Regions from separate parts of the Pan troglodytes genome. Here region 1 is linked to region 2. A link is a contact called in public Hi-C data. All regions are on one chromosome and are shown on one strand. The core of a region is the stretch at or near the end of the contact, and the rest is flanking DNA. Distances in the headings are between cores, read along the strand shown.

Region 1 (3,436 bases), core at 173-2,672, 330 kb before region 2:
TAGGGACATCTAAGGTAAAGCTTTTGTTCATGCTCGTGTTCTGATGATGAAATACAAGATTTGTTTCTAGAAAGCTTCAATTGCCATTTTATTATATAGATAACCAGCAAACAATTGGGTTCAAAAATTCAGATAAACGGTTGTTTTCTTACATCTCTTGGGAAAGTAAATTAACCATATTTATCACAGAGGTCTTGAAAAATAGAACTGTTAAGCCAAAAGTTTGTAGAACTTGTTTGGGGCAGAGCTGATTCCTGGCACTGGACTAGATTTCATCTGCTTCGCTGACCTTTAGGAATCCCTGCCGCTGCTCTTGAGTCTCCGTAGCACAGGACTGAATCAAGATGAACCGGCGCGCACTCTACATCGCTTGCCCTGTGCCCCAAAACGCCGAAGCTAACTTCCCACGCGGCTTCTTGCTCGACCACCCACTTCTGCGCTGCCAGGCACACCGAGGGGACCGGCTCTCCCTCCAGGCGGCCCGTTCCAGCGTTTCCCGCTAGAGGGCACACGGCCCCCGTGCAAAGCGCTTATGGCGCGGGGCACGCGCGCACGCAGCCTCGACTCCTATACCCCAGGTCCCACTCCCGGGCTGGGCTCAGCCGCTAAGGCGCTGGGGAGGGGCCGTGCCAGGGAGCGAAGCGCTCCCGGGACTCTGGGAGGGTGCGGCCGGGACTGCTGTCCCTTGCCCTGAGCTCTGGGCGTAGGCGCCCGGTAGGACTCGGCGCCCAGGTGAGCGGCGGCCCCCAGGAGGGGAAGCACCGCGCGACTCCACGGGTGCTCAGAGCGCAGGGCGAAGAGGATGGGCGAGGGAGAGGGGGAGGGAGAGGCCACGGCATCCGAGGAGGAGGAGGAGTAGGAGGAGCAGGAGGAGGATCGTGGGGCCCGGGCCGCGCTGCGCACCCACCTGGGCTCTGGCTGCCCGCCGCGGACTCCGGCTTCTTGCCGGAGCCTCGCTCCTTCTTCTTGCCCTTCCCTTTGCCTCTGCCTTCTTTGCGCTCGGACATCTCGCCGGAGACGGAGCGCTTTACGCGGACGGCTCTCGGCGCAGGCGAGTTTGGTCCAAGGGCTCGATCGGGTTTGGGAAAAGTTTGTCCCTCGAGGGGGAGAGCGAGCGGCCGCGCTGAGGCGCTCGCGCTGCGCGGGGGCGTCTCCCGTTGCCTGCAGGGAGCGCGGCGCGGACGCGGCGGGCGGTCCGGCCACCTGGAACGGGCGCTCGCCCTGGCTCTCGGGGCTGCTCCTGTCGCCCCGGGAAGTCGTCGATGGGTCCTGCCGCTGGCGGCGCGCGTCCTGGCCTCTGCCCGGCGCCCTCGCAACCCGATCGGGGAGAGATTATCACCGTCCTGCTCACGCTCCCATCGTCCGGCAGCCGCCGCCGCTCAGCTCCTGGCCTCCGCGCGAGCCCGGAGTTCCAACAAGTTTCGGGGAACTCCTCGCCGGCTCTTTTTCAATTGCCCCGCAGCCACCCACCTCCCGCCCGCAGGTTGGAGGCAGGCGCCTCCTTCGCACCCTCCCCTGGCCTCGCCCCCTCCCTCTTCCCCACCACACCCCCACCCCGAGGCGCGGACACGCCACCGGGAGGAGCCTGGGCTCGGCGCTCCCGGGCGCAGCCCCTTTTCCTCCCGCGCTGGCCGGGCGGGGGGTGGCGGCGCGGCTGCCGGGAACCCCCGACAGGGGTCGCTGGACGCTGCGCGGAGACCGAGGCCAGCGCCCCGGAGACCCGGGAACCCAGGCGGAGACCCGAGGCTCTCGCTGCCCGCTCCCCTCCGCAGCCAGGCAGCGCCTGGGAGGGCTGCTCCGTCCCCTTCCACGCGGAGAAGCACGGCGCAGAGAAAAGTTTGCGACTCCCACACCTGTGCCCCAAGCAGAGGCTCCGTGGTCAGGAACCCTGGGAGGAGTGCGGGGGGAACGTTGGTGGCTTTCCCAGAAGAGTTCGGGGTTCATTCCTTAACTCACTTAAGTACAAAAGCCCTGTCGCACGCAGGCGAAAATAAACTCTAGGTGGAAGGGAGTTTAAGAAAAGGCTTCCTTCCAGGTGCACAGGAAGGGCTAAGCGAACCTTAAAGATGCTAGGTTGCGCTCTCCTGCTGGGTCTGCGCCGTGTGCGTGTGTGTGTGTGTGTGTGTGTGTGTTTAGTAAGTGCCTGTTAGAAATCTTCAGCTTTTCCTTAAAAAATAACCTGGCCTCTTCTAAGGGGGTGCCCTTAAACTACGTCTCTTACTACAACTTAATTTTCAGAGGAACTGATAAAAAACATAGTTCGGAGCACGACTCAGAATAATTAAAATTACTGCAGCCGCTGAAAGTCACTCAGTTCTGCCGAGTGGAAAAGCAGGCAGGGAGGGGTAGAATAAAGACACAGAACTGGAGATCCTTAATTCGTGAATGTGGGGTTTCTCAGATTCAAACTTTACTCAGAACTGCGCGTGAAACCTACTCCTTCCCTTGTCCTCCCTCTGGTGGAGAATTCTAAAGAGCAAGGAAATAAGGCATTGACCCCTCCCCTGCAAAGGACAAAAGTTAAAGACCAGGGTAACGGGCACCACGGAAGGATCCAGAATTGTCCACATGTAGAGAAAACATTCTCAGAGTTATACCACAGCTGTGGCTAACTTACACTCTTAATTTACAGTGAAATACTCTTGTGTTGTGGTCGGGAAGTGGTGAGTTGGAACAATCCATATTCAAAATCTATTGCTTCACTTTAAAAGTGACTTGCTCTTGGTTTTCCATTTTCTGGGGTCAATGCTAACTGAACCATTACCTACACACGACCTTCTCACGGTATTTTCTGATGGCCGCAATTTAAATAAAAGTGCAGTCTGGAGTGTCTCCTTGATATGTAGATGGGAAGGGAGGGAGGGAAATATGTTCACTTTAAAACTGTCCTAAAATCACACTAATTTTATTCTAGTTTAATTTGCACTGTCATAAGAACGAAACTCTGTTGAATGGGTTTAACTGTGAAAAGATATCCTAGCAGTCTTGCCATCATTATTTATAGTTTAAAAGTTTGATGTCCAAGTAGCTTCTGATAGCCTTCCTACAAACACCAAATATAAATTTCACTGGGCTATAAAGACAGCAAAAGCAGAGAAAAGATGATGAATATATCTCAGTAGCACTATTAATATTCCACAGAGACGTATGCAAGATGGAGTCTGAACACTGGCTGAAATAACTCTGTTTTCCCAGGAGGGGGCCACTGCTCAGTAAGCAAGAAATAGCAAAATTCAGAGAAGTCCTTTCGAAACAGATATTTTGTCCCAAGGATGTGAGACAGCATAAGGGCTTAGTATACACTACCACATATTCTCTAACATGGCATTATGTTAGAATTGAAGGACTGAAAGCAAAGATGTATTCTGGGATCTTTTTTAAAAAATAAGATTTTCCCCAATTAAAAAAAAAAAAGCTCAAAATCCATTTCTATGGA
Region 2 (3,406 bases), core at 597-3,096:
ATGCTTTTATTTCCAAGGCTTGCTTCTCCATTCCTAAGCCCCTGGTCTTCCCCAAGAATGTAGAAAGAAAAAAACTAAAACCATTTGCCCTAACTGCCACCTGGTGGCCCCATAAAATAGTTTTAGCATTCCTAGGCAGCATAGGGGTAGCAGAGAAGAAACTCTGGTGGTGGGGACACTTCATGGCTATGACAAGGCTTATTTCCCTTTCTTTCTGTGTGGAAAGATGCTGAAAAGCTATTAGGCATATGATATTAGACATATCCTATCTAGACATGAGGGAAATATTTAAATAAAGAGTTGCAGTCAGCCATGCAGTAACTACTTTGTCCACTTACTAACAGAGGACTATTTGGCCAAGCTAATAGCTCCAGGGAGGTAGCAGGTTTTGCATTTCAGTGGAAGAAAAAAGACTTCGTGGTTGATGTCATTTCCAATGCTCCCGTGGGTCACAGGCTCCCAAGGCAAGACTCAATTTTAAATGCTGCTCTTTAAGGTTGGAAAAATCCCTATTGTTTTATGTTGCTTTAGGAATGCATAGTACCTTACACTGTTATGACATTTCGAGTTTTAAAATATAACACTTGTTTCATCTTTATCATGACTCAGAAATTCTAGAGTTTGTTTCTCACTGCCATCTGGGAGTTTAACACAGTGCCTGGCACATTGAAAATCTTTAATATATATGAATAAATGGATTAATTCCCATTGTATAGATAAGGCTTTGTTAAGTTTAGAATATTGCAGAAGATCAGGCAGATAGCAAATGTCCATGTCAGAATGAAAATCCACACCTTCTGACCCCTATGCAGTGTTCTTTCCATTCAGCTGCATCATCCTGTCTTTCAGTAAAATTAGTTCAAATGCTCATCTTTGAGTGATCCTTTGTCTAGAGAGAGCAATGACAGACTTCTGGATTATTTGCACCATCACTGGTTTAATTACACAGTTCTTGTGGACTTTGATTACTTTCCTGTAATACACAGTTCGTTTAGAGAAAGCATGACCTAAGCCTAATGCAGACAGGATTATAGCATCTGTAATTTGAAAGGGGAAGCTGGGTTTAAATATCCTCCCACTGGAAGATCACTTGATTCTCAGATAGTTCTAAGTAAAGAAGGATTAATTTAGAAAAGAAGAAGGAGCTCTTCAGACAGGTAGTCAGTGAGACTCCTAGGCATTCAGTCTAAGAGGATGCAATCTCACAGGTGCTGGATCCTTGTGAAGGGTGGAGCTGTACTGCAAAACACTCCTGTTACTACAAGAGTACAGGATCATCCTGCGATCGACCAAACCCCACCTGAGCTTGCCTCATTCAGCCGCTTGGTTGTTATTAAGTTACTGCAATACTGAGGTGACCTCAGACACAGTAAACAAGATCCTGGAAATCGCTTCCACAGACTCTTCCTCCTTCAGTTCTCATTTTCATTGTAATTTTCGCTCATCTTCTTACGTTGACTCAAAGAATTCTGAATCTTAATTTTAACTATCTCATTTTGCAGTCACAGGGTGAGTTGTGGAGGGCAGAGCTTACATGAACGGAAGGACCTACTGTCAGTTATAAACAAAGCTGGGCAGAGATTCCTGTTCCTCTCCTTCCAGGCCACAGTGAGCTCTTCCAAAATCAGCTACATATCACCTCTCTCTCTATTCTGCTTATTTTCTCTTCTCCCTCTTTGTGCATCTTGTCCTCTTACTCATAGTCAGCTGCTGCTTATTTTTCCTGCTGCTTTTATTGGTTTATAACCCATAATTTTCTGCTACGGGCCTCCCTTCCCTTCTCTAACTTCATTAAGCTCTTTTTTCCTCTCAAGGCTTCCTTGGGGCCCACAGCATCTACAAAGTGCAGTCACTAGAGGGCATCATGTTCACGTACAGTTGACAAGGACAAGGACAGACTAGCTAGAGCACTGCTGAGGAGGTGCAAAAATACACAACAGTGTATCAGATGTGTGTATCAGTATTTACAAAATCACATTCATTTTTATTGGCCTCTTTAACCCGATCAAAATCTGGAGAGAGAGGTCAAGTATTACTGTCTCTATTTTCAACCAAAGAAGGAAACCAAGGTTCAGAGGGGTTAAATGACTCACCCAAGGTCATAGAAACAGCAATTATATCCTCCCATTGAATAGCATCACCTAAAAAAACTAATATAAAACCAAAAAAATGCAGGTTTCTATTTTTGCAAGATTTAAACCTAATTATGGCAAAGTATTACATCTTTGCAATGCAATGAAATAGAACTCTAAAGTTATTTTATACCAATAAAATACAAAGTAGCAGCTGCACAGTAATTTCCAGTTAGAGAAGTTGTTTATCGTTTTAAAAGAATGGATTTAAACATTTTATAAATGCTCTTTATTTATATCTTGTCTAGTAATTGGAAATTTGATTACTTTTTTTCTAAAATTGTCAGGTGTTTTCTAGTTATTCTTGTTTTTTCTTTGCTATTTATTTTTGGTAAATCAACTACATGCTATTTTGTTGTATTTTTTCCTGTCTATCTGATAATTGAGATAAAGAAAAACAGAACAATATAGTTGCACTACAAAACATCTGATCTTTGAGAGAATGCCATTGTCTCTCTTTGATTGATTGAATACCTTGAATGCAGGCTGTTCTCGGATTGGCAACATTGCTTATTTGCTTAGTGCTGTCACTGGCAAAATGGAAATAGAATCTACTTAAAACAGGCAAGACTGTGAAGCTGTGTTTTGGCTGGTCACTTTCTCCAGCCATTTTGATCAGTATATTTCCTCATTTTTGATAGGGCAGATCCCTTCAAGTGGTGGCACCTTATACCTGGTGATGGCAGATAGAAATCCTGTTTCCAGGGAACTAGAAGCTCTGAGAGCCACATGTGATGGTTGCAGTGACAGTGGGGGAAAAATTAAGGAAATCAAGGTTCCGTAGCTAATGGTGCAATTAAAGGTTTGAAAAGATAAAAAGCTGTGGGCTGACTGAATGTCTTTGAAGAAGATAGACTTGCCCTGGGTGTAACTGGGGGAGATGGCAGAGAAAACAGGATTTATAGTGGGTCAAGATTTCTTTATGTTTCTTTCTTTCTTTCTTTCTGTTTCTAGGGGTTAACAGTTTCAAAGATTAATTTTATAAATTATATCATGCATATAGTGAATATATTAACAGTTACACAGAACTTTAGAAATTCCAATTGTTTACAATAACTCTTCCTGGTGTCATTCATAAGAGGCAGAGAAGGAAGGAGTTAAAAAGCAAGAGATTAAGTGAAAAACAAAAAGAAAAAAACAAGGTAGTGAGAGCCCACTCATTTTTATCTTTATTTTTATCTCTTTTTTAGTCTACTTTTACTTAGAATTAGCACTTTACAATAATATGAAATGAAATAGTATCAACCTTTGTTTCTAGAAAAATCTTATTGGAG

What was found. Hi-C and Micro-C count contacts between places; a contact is called where the count stands out from the background.
Region 1: a Hi-C map of stem cell-derived neural progenitor cells shows a contact between it and region 2, with 14 times the contacts expected there. The contact joins the promoter of NRG1 here to the enhancer-like site in region 2. A contact is called at or near these places in 4 of 7 Hi-C or Micro-C datasets (blood, induced pluripotent stem cells and stem cell-derived neural progenitor cells), 1 of 1 datasets of contacts at active chromatin or transcription factors (stem cell-derived excitatory neurons) and 1 of 1 other capture datasets (stem cell-derived neural stem cells).

The regions. Positions count from the first base shown.
Region 1 is chr7:40,933,156-40,936,591 of NHGRI_mPanTro3-v2.0_pri, reverse strand. It overlaps NRG1 (neuregulin 1), which reads right to left and starts at 1,422. Exons shown (of 12, transcript XM_519699.8): 1 at 908-1,422. The coding sequence starts at 1,007.
Region 2 is chr7:40,608,486-40,611,891 of NHGRI_mPanTro3-v2.0_pri, reverse strand. No RefSeq gene overlaps it. Among named protein-coding and RNA genes, the nearest start is that of NRG1, 320 kb to the left of the region's middle. Within about 2 kb of position 1,846, at least 3 of the 24 cell types and tissues checked have an H3K27ac peak or open chromatin away from gene starts, as enhancers often do. A contact at or near this core is called in stem cell-derived neural progenitor cells, where this site is marked.